Linked DNA regions of Xenopus tropicalis: region 1 is linked to region 2. Evidence: chromatin contacts called from public Hi-C data. All regions are on one chromosome and are shown on one strand. The core of a region is the stretch at or near the end of the contact, and the rest is flanking DNA. Distances in the headings are between cores, read along the strand shown. Region 1 has its middle 42 kb from the start of fam155b. Region 2 has its middle 150 kb from the start of efnb1.

What was found. A called contact is a pair of places that touch in the nucleus more often than the background predicts.
Region 1: a Hi-C map of neurula embryo shows a contact between it and region 2, with 3 times the contacts expected there. The contact joins two enhancer-like sites. A contact is called at or near these places in 2 of 5 Hi-C or Micro-C datasets (gastrula embryo and neurula embryo).

Annotation. Positions count from the first base shown.
Region 1 is chr8:43,457,199-43,463,347 of UCB_Xtro_10.0, reverse strand. No RefSeq gene overlaps it. Among named protein-coding and RNA genes, the nearest start is that of fam155b, 42 kb to the left of the region's middle. Within about 2 kb of position 3,512, at least 4 of the 11 cell types and tissues checked have an H3K27ac peak or open chromatin away from gene starts, as enhancers often do. A contact at or near this core is called in neurula embryo, where this site is marked.
Region 2 is chr8:43,232,091-43,238,678 of UCB_Xtro_10.0, reverse strand. No RefSeq gene overlaps it. Among named protein-coding and RNA genes, the nearest start is that of efnb1, 150 kb to the left of the region's middle. Within about 2 kb of position 2,763, at least 1 of the 11 cell types and tissues checked has an H3K27ac peak or open chromatin away from gene starts, as enhancers often do. A contact at or near this core is called in neurula embryo, where this site is marked.

The sequences.
Region 1 (6,149 bases), core at 2,263-4,762, 220 kb before region 2:
TTTAAATAATTCTGCCAGGCCAAAGGATGATTCCATACCTGACCTTTAACCACATCTGCTGCTTTGTGCTCCTAGGTTTGTGCAGAATGTCTAAACAAAGGGAAGGGCCCAGGCTCCCAATGAATCACTCTCCCTGCTTCTCCTCCTGCTCCTCATCCATCACTTTAATGCAGAGCGTGTGGGGCGGGGGTATCAGGAGAGAGTGATGTTAGGGCTTGTATACACGTCCTGAGAGAGCCGCCACTATCCATTATAACTGCCACAACACTGGAATGTAATAGTCTGTCCTGCCTCTGCCAAACAGCCCTACAAATGGCATTCCCATCTGACAGCGGCAACTCCCAGTCACTTTATTATTATCCCACGCACTTGATACTAACTGGGAAGCACAAAGCATCCTCTTGTATATATACCTGAGATCTGTGCTGTACACAGTTTCCTATTGCCAGTTATGTATTATGTATTTAATAGCAGAGACGGGGGTGGGTACAACGAGTGCAATAAATAAGTGATACAAATATAGATTGTTTACTGAGTGCTAAGATACACAAAAAGGGATTATAAAGTCTATACTAGAATAGGGCAAAATTTCAGGACTGTGTTTGATGACGCATTTTGCGCAGGATAAAAAAGAAAAAACAAGGCCTGCAAAAACTTGCAAATCGCTGTGTGTTCCATAGTCCTTAGGGTGGAAATTTGTTACCCACAAAAGAATCTAGCTATGCTCAAAGTATATATGTGCTCACTGAAAAGCGGAAATGCGTGGAGCGCTTTATCTTTTTTATAGAAGTTTTGTTGAACCTCCTCAAGTTCTGGGCCTAGGGCAGCAGCTTGGCCATTGTAAATGCTTGTTGAGCCCTATAGCCATGTATACTGTTTGTATGACTATTACTGCAGAGTGCATGGATTACATATGAGATGTGATTTGCTTGGAGTATTTGCACTCGAGCTGCACTTTTTATAGCAGAGTATTCATGTTACAGTTGGTAATTTTAATGCCAACTTATGCAAACCCCAAATGAATGTACGATTGTTCTGAATGCTCTTCTGAGCAATTTGTTTTCAAGATATTAAAGGAGTAGGACAGTCTTAATCACTGCGGGGGGGGGGGGGGGGGGCAGGAAGAGGATCACTTCATGGTGCTCCTCCAGAAATACCTCTGTGTCTGTCCGGTGCTTACCATGTGGCACTCCACAGTGGTTGATACTTTCCTTCTGCTTTAGGCTGTTTTTATTAATGAAAGTGAATGAATATGTTGTAACAACAGCGCCACCTGCTGGTCAGTTCTTCCAGCTGTGAGACAGTCGGGAAGAACATGTTTAGAAAGAAAACAAAAAAATATACTGATGTTGGTCTGCTCAGGAAATAGATGAGAAAAGGTAACTGAGGCTTCAAAACTTTTTCCTAAACTGAGAAAAATCAGAAGAGTTCTTTATTTTACTTCTGAACATTTTCCCTGACTGTATCATACAGTCACAGCCAAAAGAACTGGCCAGAAGTGACTCTGTTGTTGCAAAATGTGTTATATTTACAGTTATATATAATCAACAAAAGATCTTGAAAACCAAAAATAAAAAATAATATAAAATGCAAAAGTGCATAGAGTGCCCTGGCAATTGTACACTACACACTTATTGGTTTGGAAGGTATACTTTCCCTTTAATGTTACAGCTTGGCACCATTATATTGATGTGAGCTAGAGATTTCCTCAGTTTCATCAGAGTATATAGTATATGAGGAATTTCGATTTTTTGAATCTTTCTTTTTCTATTAATTTTCAATTAATTTTATTTTCTAGAAGCTGTTTGGTGTTTTGTGATATAACTGAAGGGGGGGGGGCTGTCAAAAGAAAATTAAACCGCAGAATATTCTAAATGTATCCCAAAAGGACATTGCAGAAGACACAAATAAATAAAAAATACATTTTTTACATTTATTTTATACTATTTTGTAAAATGTAAAATAATTTAAGATAAAATACATTTGAAACTGGACTTTGTATTTTTTTTTAATTTCATCTCAGTTATTCCCCTCGCCCCTCCCCTGGTTGTTATGGTCAATGACCCTAGCAACCAAAGAACACAATAATAGTGTAACTATTGTTACCTTTTGTGATGGGCGAAATGTTTCCCCAGGCATGGATTCGCGGCGAATTTCTGTGTTTTGCCATTGGCGGATTGTTTTGCGAAACGGATTAAAAAATGCGGTGCAGAAAAACTTGCCGCACGTCCAAAAATTGTCGCAAGAATGGTCACGCGTCCAAAAATTGCCGCAAGAATAGTCGCACGTCCAAATTGTAGCAAGAATAGTCACAAGAATAGTCGCAGGCGTCAAAAGAATAGTCGCACTTCCAAATTGTTGCAAGAATAGTCATGGCCGGATTTGTTTGCCGGGCGCCCCGAGGCCGCCCCCTCTCCGTCGCGCCCCCCTGCGCATGCGCGAATGGTGAACCCCCCCCTTATCAATCACATACAGAGCAGTGGGGGAGAGGTCCCCATTGCTCCGTATGCGCGGAAAAACTTTAATATTTTGGTGCGGCGGGGCGGCATGCCGCCCCCCAATTTTTGCTGCCCTAGGCCCGGGCCTTTGTGGCCTTTCCACAAATTTGGGCCTGAGAATAGTGGCAGGCGTAAAAAAAAAAAAATTGTCGCACGTCCAAATAGTCGCAAGAATAGTTGCAGGCGCCGCAAGAATAGTCGCAATAGTAGACAATTTTTTTTCCGCACAATATTTTTGCCGTTTCACAAATCTTTTGAAAGATTTGAGAATTTAATGGCAAAGTGAAACGGGACAGATTCGCTCATCACTAGTTAACTTTCTTATAATTTTTTTTCTTTATTTCTGTTTCGAACCAGAGCCATTTGTACTTATGTTCCCATCTATCATTTAACCCATTTGCGCTCAGTCTTAACATACCAAGTAATGAAATTAGATTTCGGTTGTACTAGGCGTTTATGCAAGTCGATTGGGGACAGCGGCATCCCGAGGGCTCACATGTTTCAGATGAGGTGGAGGGATGGTAACAGCTATTCTGCTGGAGGAGATTGCCTAGGAGGCCCCTAAAGCTTTGCATAATTCATACCATCAGCTCCACACCCCAGATGTTGTACATGCAATAAGGGGAGCTGGCTATATTGCCCTACATTCCCAATGAAACAATGCATGGGTATAAATTAACTCATTACTAACAAAAGTCAACTTCTTGTGCTGTTGGCTTTTGACCTGTACTTTTCACCCCAAAAAAGTTAGGGGAAGCTGGAGGACACTGGTACTTAGGCAAACTGAGCACATTTTGTACATACAGTATATTTGCAACTTATATCCTTTAATGTTGGCATGTGGGGGTGATAGGGTTAAAGTAGGAGTTTGGTTACAGGAGGTGAGGTGCAGCTTAGTAGTGAGCGCACACAAAGCTCTATCGGATGGCACTTTATTGCCGCTTGTTCCTAGCCTGGGGCCGGACAATTACTAGGCACATTGTTGTCTGGCAGTTTCCTGCTGAAAGACAGACACTTCTGGTTCTGCTGCTTTTCAGGATCACAGGCTAAAGAATGTGCATTTGTGGGGCTGTGTGTGGACTCGTTCATTGTAATCGTGACCGGCCCCTGGTAACTGGACACTCATCTTTTGATGGGGCTGTTATGGGTCTGCAGATTGTTATGGCTAAGTCAATGCGATAATCGACTTGGCAGGAGTGGGGCGTATTTAACATAAGCGACTGCCTGTGCCAAAGTGAACAGTAATAACTAGCGGTGTTTGGGGCCCTGAAACTAACAGAGCCAAGTACAAGTTGGACATGACTGGGCTCCTATAGACCCATCTGCAAACTTCTTGTTGCAGAGAATGGGTTAATATGTGATGATAATGCCATCTGCAGTTCTACTGGGGCAACTATATAGTCAGCATATAGGCAATTGCACAGGAACAGAATAGCATCTTACCTTTTGGCACAGAGATGACACAGTTCTGTCGTGGGAGGTTTCCATGATAAAGACAGGTTCTCAGAGTAAGTCTTCCTCACAAGTAATATGACACCAAATTCACATTTGCCCTGTACAGGTATGGGATTCCTTATCCGGAAATCTGTTAGTCAGAAAACTCAGAATTATGGACCCATAGACCCAAACTAATCAAATAATTGTAATATTTACATTATTTCCTTTTTCTGTTATAATAAAGCAGTACCTTGTACTTGATTCTAACTAAGATATAATTGTTATCAAAAGTAAAACAATCTTATTGGGTTTAACACCAGGCCCTGAGTATTCTGGATAATAGTTCCTATACCTGTACAATTAAAAGGTCTGTCTGCCCGTTTCCCTGACACAGCTGAATGAAACACAACTCAAAACTAACTTCAGCTGACTCAGATAGCAGAAAGGCACAAGCTTCATGCATGTAGATCTGGCACAGGGCTGGAAATGCTGAAGGAAATGGTTCAAGTATTAGGTAGATGGCAGGAAATAGAAGCTGATATATGCAGATACCCTAGAAATAAAAACCTATAACAGGTAAGTATTATACAAAACTCATGATGGTTAAGTCTGGAGTCAAAGAACCCCACTTTGGCACGTTGTTTGATTCCAACTTGAGCACTATCTGCAATCTTTGTAAGTTTTCTCTATGTCTGTGTGGGTTTCCTCTGGGTACTACAGTGGCCTCCCACCAGGCCCAGACTGGCAATCTGTGGATTCTGGCAAATGCCAGAGGGGCTGCTGTAAGATGCCATAGACACTCACTATTTATTGGACTAGGGGGCAGTTTGGGCCTCTGTGTACTTGAAATGCCAGGGCCTATATTCAGTCTCAGTCCTGACACTCCAAAAACTGTCTCCATATAAAACTCACCCTACTCAGGGTCGGACTGGGCCGCCAGGACACCGGGAAAAATCCCAGTGGGCCCCGGCGGGCCAGACCCGACCCTTGCCAGTGCTCCCCCTCCCAATCGCTCCTCCCCTGACGCGTCAAATTTACGCGCTCGGAGGAGGACTTCGGGAGGGGGGCCCTGCGAGGGGGGTTAGTGGGGAGGGTTAGGGGATGCACCTGGCTGGGGGCACCTGCAGGACCCCTGGGACAGGAGCCCAGGTGGGCCCTTCACCCCCCAGTCCGACCCTGACCCTGCTGTTTGTGCGAATGTGACAGGGACCTTAGATTGTAAGTTCCACTGGGACAGGGAAAATGTGTATGATAAACCATCTCTGTTTAAACGTGCTGGTGCTATACAAATAAAGATTAATACAAATAAAGTCACATTATATGTGGTATGAGAAAAGAGTCTGTCTTGACCTTTATATGTTGTTGGACTACAATTTCCAGTGTCACTTGGGGAACTTCACCTAAACACAACATAAGCTTTTTGAAAAGTAAACATAATTTCAACTAATACTGCAATATTCATAAATTAAATGCAAAAAATGCAGCCTTTTCACGAATTGAAATGTAATAATATAGTCGGAACTTTAATCCAACCTCAGCACTTACAAAAAAATTGTGTTAACACACAGTATTCAGGTATGGGATCTGTCAGAAACACTTGAGAAAGGCCATCTCCCTTAGACTCCATTGTAACCAAACAATTCTAATTTTTAAAACTGATTTCCTTTTTCTCTGTATTAATAAAACAGTACCTTGTACTTGATCCCAACTAAGATATAATCAGGGGCGGGCCAAGCCGACCGGGCGCCCTAGGCAACCCGGTCGGCGATTAGATCGGTCATTGCCTCCGCCGCTAATGACAAGTGGCGGAGGCAATGACAAAATAGCACTAGGGGTAGGCAGGAGAGGCTCCTGCCTGGCGCCCCCCAATGGTTGCGCCCTAGGCAGCTGCCTCTTCTGCCTACCCCTAGTTCCGGCCCTGGATATAATTTATCCTTACTGGAGGCAAAACAATCCTATTGGGTTTATTTAATGTTTATATGATTGTTTAGTAGACAAAGTACAGATATACCCCTTATGCAGAAAACCCTCGGTCCCAATCATCCCTGATTACAGATCCTGTACCTGTAGAACCAGAAAGTAAATGATGATCAGAAATACAGGCACCAGAGCAATTTTCTATGAACGCTGCACCTTCTAGTTAGGGGAAGTTGGCGTTAGTTAATGCGCGAGGGTGTTTGCAAGAGTGATTATGTGCAAATGAGCATTTGAAAT
Region 2 (6,588 bases), core at 1,514-4,013:
ATTAAGATTTTACTCCTTCTTTGCACAGAATGTAACAACCCTCCATTTATGAAACAATTATAAATTAATTCAACAGGTTTACCCATTACATAGAATAGGGGTATCTGCACTAAATATGACACCTATGGACATCAGACTGGGCCACAATGTAGCACATAACACAATCAACTCGCAACCTGTGGAATATTGGAGGTGTTAAGTAGTTTAATCTCTATTCGCTATAACCAAGATCTCTTAAACAGGAGGCGGTCAAATGTGGCTCGTGGAGGCTCAATGTGCCAACCAGATTGTTACGAAAATAATGAGTGACCTAATTGATAAGGTATGTAATAATTAAAGGAATCTGAAAAATCTGGCCAGAATCCAGCCCACAATAGGCACTTTCTAGGCTAATGTAGTAAAGGCTGCTGCTTTATAAGAGTTACATAATAAAACATTGTTCCCCTATTCAGCCCTAGAATTAGAATTCTCAGAACTCAGAATTACGCTATAAAGGGGTTCTTCTGCTGAAGGTTCATTTTATAGCAGTCTTTGGGCCGTTGTACCGAGTAACATTGCTGATGTAGCGACACATCTGTGCCATACAATAGCTTGCACCCTTTTAGACTTTTCATTTATTTAGGTATGGGGATATAATACAGGAAGCTGCCCTCCCAGGGCATTTCTGCTTTCTCTCTTGATTGAAGCTATTTGCTACTAATAGACTTAAAACTGTCACCGAACAAGAAAGGCCATCCATCTTCCCAAGATCCCATCTGTCTGTCTGGCCATTTACTCTTTAAAAAGAAACTCTTGCTACCAATCCACTTTTTGTTATTTCAGAGAGCCTGGGCTAATCAGAACATGCATATAGATTAATGGAGGAATGGGCATGCCAGCTGCCAGGCAAGGCCATTATGGGTACAGGTATGGGACCTATTATCCAGAATGCTCAGGACCTGGGGTTTCCCGAATAAGGGATCTTTCTGTAATTTGGATCTCCATAACTTAAGTCAGCTAAAAATCATTTAAATATTCAATAAACCCAATAGGCTTGTTTTGTCCCCAATAAGGATTGATTGTATCTTAGTTGGAATTAAGTACAAAGTACTGTTTTATTATTTGGGGAAAAAGGAAATCATTTTATAAAATTAAAATTATTTGCTTATAATGGAGTCTATGGGAGATTCCTCCTCATCTAATTTACTTGGCCCCCTCCCTCAGGAATTGATTTTGGCTCGGCCTTTCTGTAATTCAGAACTTTCTGGATAATGGGTTTCCCGATAATGATCCCATACCTGTACTACAGATAAACAATCATGTGCCCTTACATAAAGTTAACCTGGTCTGTCAGGAATAAATACAGATATTATATTATTTTTCAGCTCCCCAAGCTGATTAAAAGTTTAACAGAATATGCATTCAAATTTATTTTACTTTTTTGTAAGTTTGCAGCTTGAAGTACCAGCCCATTGTTCCAGTAGGTACTAACAGAACTTTTGGACCTGAATTCAAAATATTTGCTAACTTATTACAGCCTCTCACTCATCTTGCTGGCAAGGCAGCCTCAATTGTTGGTGTCTTCTCTGTAACAGGGGAGTATCTATAGTACAGGTATCCGTTATCCAGAACCCCGTTATCCAGAAAGCTTTGAATTATGGGAAGGTCATTTGCCATAGACTCTGTTGTAATCAAATAATTCAAAATTTTAAAACACATTTCCTTTTATTTGTAATTCTAAAAAAGTACCTTGTACCAAGCTGCGATATAATGAATCGTTATTGGTGTCCAAACAATCCTATTGGCTGTATTGTTTATTTAATGTTTAATTTTTTGATTAATTTTTTACTTGGAGATCCAAATTAGGGAAAACTTCAAGTCCCATATTCATACATAGGAATGTCAGGATTGACAGGCCACCATACATGTACAAATAATCATATGAAACTTTGTTCCTTATGATATTTTTGGAATGTGTATGACCAGCTTTATGAGTTTGGTCTTTAATTCCATTGGATCAGATAGAAGATTGTGTCTTTTTTCAACCTTAGCTATAATGTAGAAGTAGGGAAAGAGCAACTCAACCCATCCCTGCCTTAGCTGAAATGGCGTAGGCCTGATGGGATTTGCAGTTCCGCAGCATCCTAAGCACTCAAGGCTGCCAATCCCTTTCTTACCATTTTAATATTGCTCACAGCCGATGTTCCTGATGGTAATTTGCTCCAGGATTTGTGGGTCACTGTCTTGCTCTGATTGCTTAAAGCTGGCCATACACGTGGCGATCCGACGATGTTTCGTACGACCATCGGTCGCACGAAACATCGTCAGATCCGCCACACACCATTCAGGGCTGAATCGGCAGGTAAGGAGGTAGAAACAATAGGATTTCTACCTCCTTCTGCCGATTCAGCTCTGAAGGGAGAATTTTGGTCAGGCGCCTTCTATGGCGCCCGATCAAAATTTTCTAACTTGGCCGATCAGCGAGCCGACCGATTTCAGCAGCTTCCTGCGATATCGGTCGGCTCGCTGACATGCCATACACGCACCGATTATCGTACGAAACGAGGTTTCGTACGATAATATCGGTGCGTGTATGGCCACCTTAATGCAGTATACAAGATCTCTCTGTACACCCTGCATGTACAAAGCTGGAGGACTGTTTATTTATCTGAGCTCATTGTGTGGGGATAATGTTGTAGGGATAATGTATCTGCAGACAGTGTATAAATAGACAGAGTAACAATGACTGTCTGTAAGGACACACAGCATTCACACCCTGGCAGGGCATACTCTTCACTACTTTATACTGCAGTTTGTTTGCTTACAAGAAGGTGGGGTGTAAGTGATCAATACACAGGACCCCTGTGTGCAGTGTTTATTTGTAGAATATCTCTGTATGTGAGACCCCTGTGCGGGGAGAGTACTCAGACAGTGTTTAAACAGAGTTGGGATTAACAATGTCCCTTTATATACACAGGATTTATTCAGCTTTAGAGCACTTCATCCATCCTCTGTCATCTCCCACTGGGAGAAAGCACTGTCCAAATAATATGAAAGGTCAACTCTCTCCCTATCTTCTTTGGTGACCGAGGGGGGAAGGTGCAAAGGAAAAGTTCAGTTTTGCTTTGTGTGTGAGTATATGGGGCAGAGATAATCGGGCCACAGAGAACATCAGAAACAAAGGTCAATGCCAGCTTGTGTCATCGGAATCCAGAAGATAAGGAATATGAGACAGAATATGTTACAAGTAAACTGAAGAGGGAGAACCAAGAGAAGTAAACAGAGGAAATCCAAGAGGAAGAGAATTGCTGCCTGGTGCTAAGCGTTACCATCACATACACTGCTCAGTGTCACAGCCACATTGACTCCCGGAAGAATAATTTGTATATTTTACAGTACCACTCAATATAAATTCATTCAACTTTAGGCTCAAACCTAAGGTCCTGTACAACCACCAAAATAAGAGAGAGTGCCCCAAATGGCAGAGATAGGGGTCAGTGCAAATATGGCCATTCATGAGAAGGTTGTTGTTTTGGTGAGGCCAACCTATAAGCAGATGATTTTTTGGTTTATTTACCCAAGTGGTGAGCCACTGATTGTTGGGTGAGGACCAAACGCTGATCAGATTTTCAAGCTTTCCTAGTTGATATCTAAACAATTAAATATTGAGAGGAGGAGACCAATAAAAATCAGGATGAGCCCCAACTTGCCATTTTGACCCCAATTTGCAGGAAATATCAGCCTGTACATAGACAATTTTACTAGTTTAGACATGGGTTGCCAATCTATTGTAACTGGCACTTACTCCTGTTAGCTTTGTGTGCCACTGGCAGAGAGACTGGGATAACTAACCCAATGTAACTTTTAGGCACAAAATTGCAAACCCACTGTAACAACCCATCATACACAGGCAATTACTGACTAATGACTGGCCATGTCTGCCATCAGTGGCCTATTGGTGAAACATAGCAAAAATATAGGCAGGGTCAGACTGGCCCACCAGGATACTGGGAAAAATCCTGATGGGCCCCAGTCCTGCTGAGCCCCATTGACTGGCTGCTGTTGTGTTGGGCCCCCACTAATCACAAGCTTCTGTTCAGAGCCTGTCAATCATCCACTGCTGTTTTGGGTCATCCACCACCATGATAGGCTCTGCCAACTGCTGCCCCCTGCTGGACTTCACTGACAAACTGCCTGCCTGCCACATACTGCCATACTGGTCCATGTTTTATCACCAACCTCCCATGCTGGGCCCTGCTCCCTGACCAAACTTTTGGAAGAACACGTAAAAAATTAAAGATGGACGTGCATTCCATTGTGACATGCACAGCCATAATGTAATTTTTTTCTTACTTCTTTTTAAGAGTTTTTAGATATATTGGAGGAAGAGCAAGGCAGCACTGCAGACAAGTGGGGGAAGTTAATACTTTCTCTAATGTTCACTCATTGCTTTAGTCCATTTTTTGCAGTGATCTTACAATTCATGTCTGGGGTTAATGGAGTGCTTCTTACTGGTATGTCTAGGGTTAATATACTCATTGTCTCTGTTCTGCAGTATCTATATGTATAGCAAACAAATTGTCTGGGAGCACCACAGGATGTTACATGTATACAGCCCTATTTTCATCTTCAAGTGCTCTTTTCTTTTTAAGGCATTTTTATTAGCAGCAGTAAATCAACTGTATTCTCACTGTTTGCAAAAGAAAATGGTAAATTAAAATATGCACTCATGCGAAAGAAATACGCTAGTAAGGGAACTCTCTTTAATTCTTGCTTTATTTTGTGCAGAAAACTTTTCCAATCACTCATTCCAAATACCTGTCTGATTTTTACTTTAAAACAGGCCGCTTATGTTCAGTATTATTTGCGGAGAGAAATGTAGCTCAGAGACCCTATTTTTATAGGCAGAGTTGAAGATCAGGCCCAAACTCCGCACACAGAGACGTAAGGCCAGCGGGAGAGTTTTGGACCTGCCCATGTCCCATAATACGTTCTGGCTAGTGATGAGCGAATTTTTTCACCAGGCATGGATTTGCGGAAATTTCCGCATTTTGCTATTGGCGAATCGGTTTGCGCAACTTCCATAAAAATTTGCGCAGAGAAATTCGTTGTACTGAATTTTTTTTTGTTGCACATAAAAAAATAGATGTGGGCGACAAAAAAGATGTGGACGACAAAAAAAATTGTGCAACAAATGCGTTTCGTGAATTTTTCGCCATTTTGCTCATCCCTAGTTAATGGCACATTCTCTACTTGGAGTAAGGTTCTCAGTGGGGTCCCTCAGGGTTCTGTACTGGGTCCACTTTTGTTTAATTTGTTCATAAATGACTTAGGGGAGGGTATTATGAGTAATGTATCAGTGTTTGCAGATGACACAAAACTCTGCAGACCAGTCAATTCTATCCAGGATGTGACATCCCTGCAGCAGGATCTTGACCAACTGGCAATCTGGGCAGCTAAGTGGCAGATGAGATTTAATGTGGATAAATGTAAGGTCATGCACCTGGGATGTAAAAATATGCAAGCCCCGTATAACCTTAATGGGACTGCACTAGGCAAATCCATAATGGAGAAGGATCTTGGAGTCCTTGTAGATAATAAACTTGGCTGTAGCAAGCAATGCCAGGCAGCAGCTGCAAGGGCAAACAAGGTTCTGAGCTGTATTAAAAGGGGTATAGATTCACGGCAGGAGGGGGTTATTCTTCCCCTTTACAGAGCACTGGTAAGGCCCCATCTAGAATATGCTGTTCAGTTTTGGTCTCCAGTGCTCAAACGGGACATTATTGAGCTAGAGAGGGTCCAGAGAAGGGCAACTAAGCTGGTAAAGGGTATGGAAAGTCTCGGTTATGAAGAAAGACTGGCCAAGTTGGGTCTGTTTACACTGGAGAAGAGGCGCTTAAGAGGTGACATGATAACTATGTATAAATATATAAGGGGATCATATAATAACCTCTCTAATGTTTTATTTACCAGTAGGTCCTTCCAACGGACACGAGGGCACCCACTCCGTTTAGAAGAAGGGAGGTTCCATTTAAATATTCGGAAAGGATTTTTTACAGTGAGAGCTGTGAAGTTGTGGAATTCCCTCCCCGAATCAGTCGTACTGGCTGATACATTATATAGCTTTAAGAAGGGGCTGGATGGATTCTTAGCAAGTGAGGGAATACACGGTTATGGGAGATAGCTCTTAGTACAAGTTGATACAGGGACTGGTCCGATTGCCATCTTGGAGTCAGGAAGGAATTTTTTCCCCTCTGAGGCAAATTAGAGAGGCTTCAGATGGGGTTTTTTGCCTTCCTCTGGATCAACTTGTAGTTAGGCAGGTTAGGTATAGGCATTATGGTTGAACTTGATGGACGTATGTCTTTTTTCAACCCAACTTACTATGTTACTATGTTACTATGTAGTTCTGGCCAGACTCTAAGGCTGATGCCACATGCGGCGTAGGGCTGATTTTTTCGGCAAGCGAAAAAAACGCTTGCTGAAAAATCAGCCCTACGCCTGCTACTTGTGCCTGCACCCGAATGAATGGGATACGCTCGGGTGCAGGCACATGTAGCCGATATACGCATGAAAACGCGAGAGAATGCAAAGTCTCAGCCCTACGCC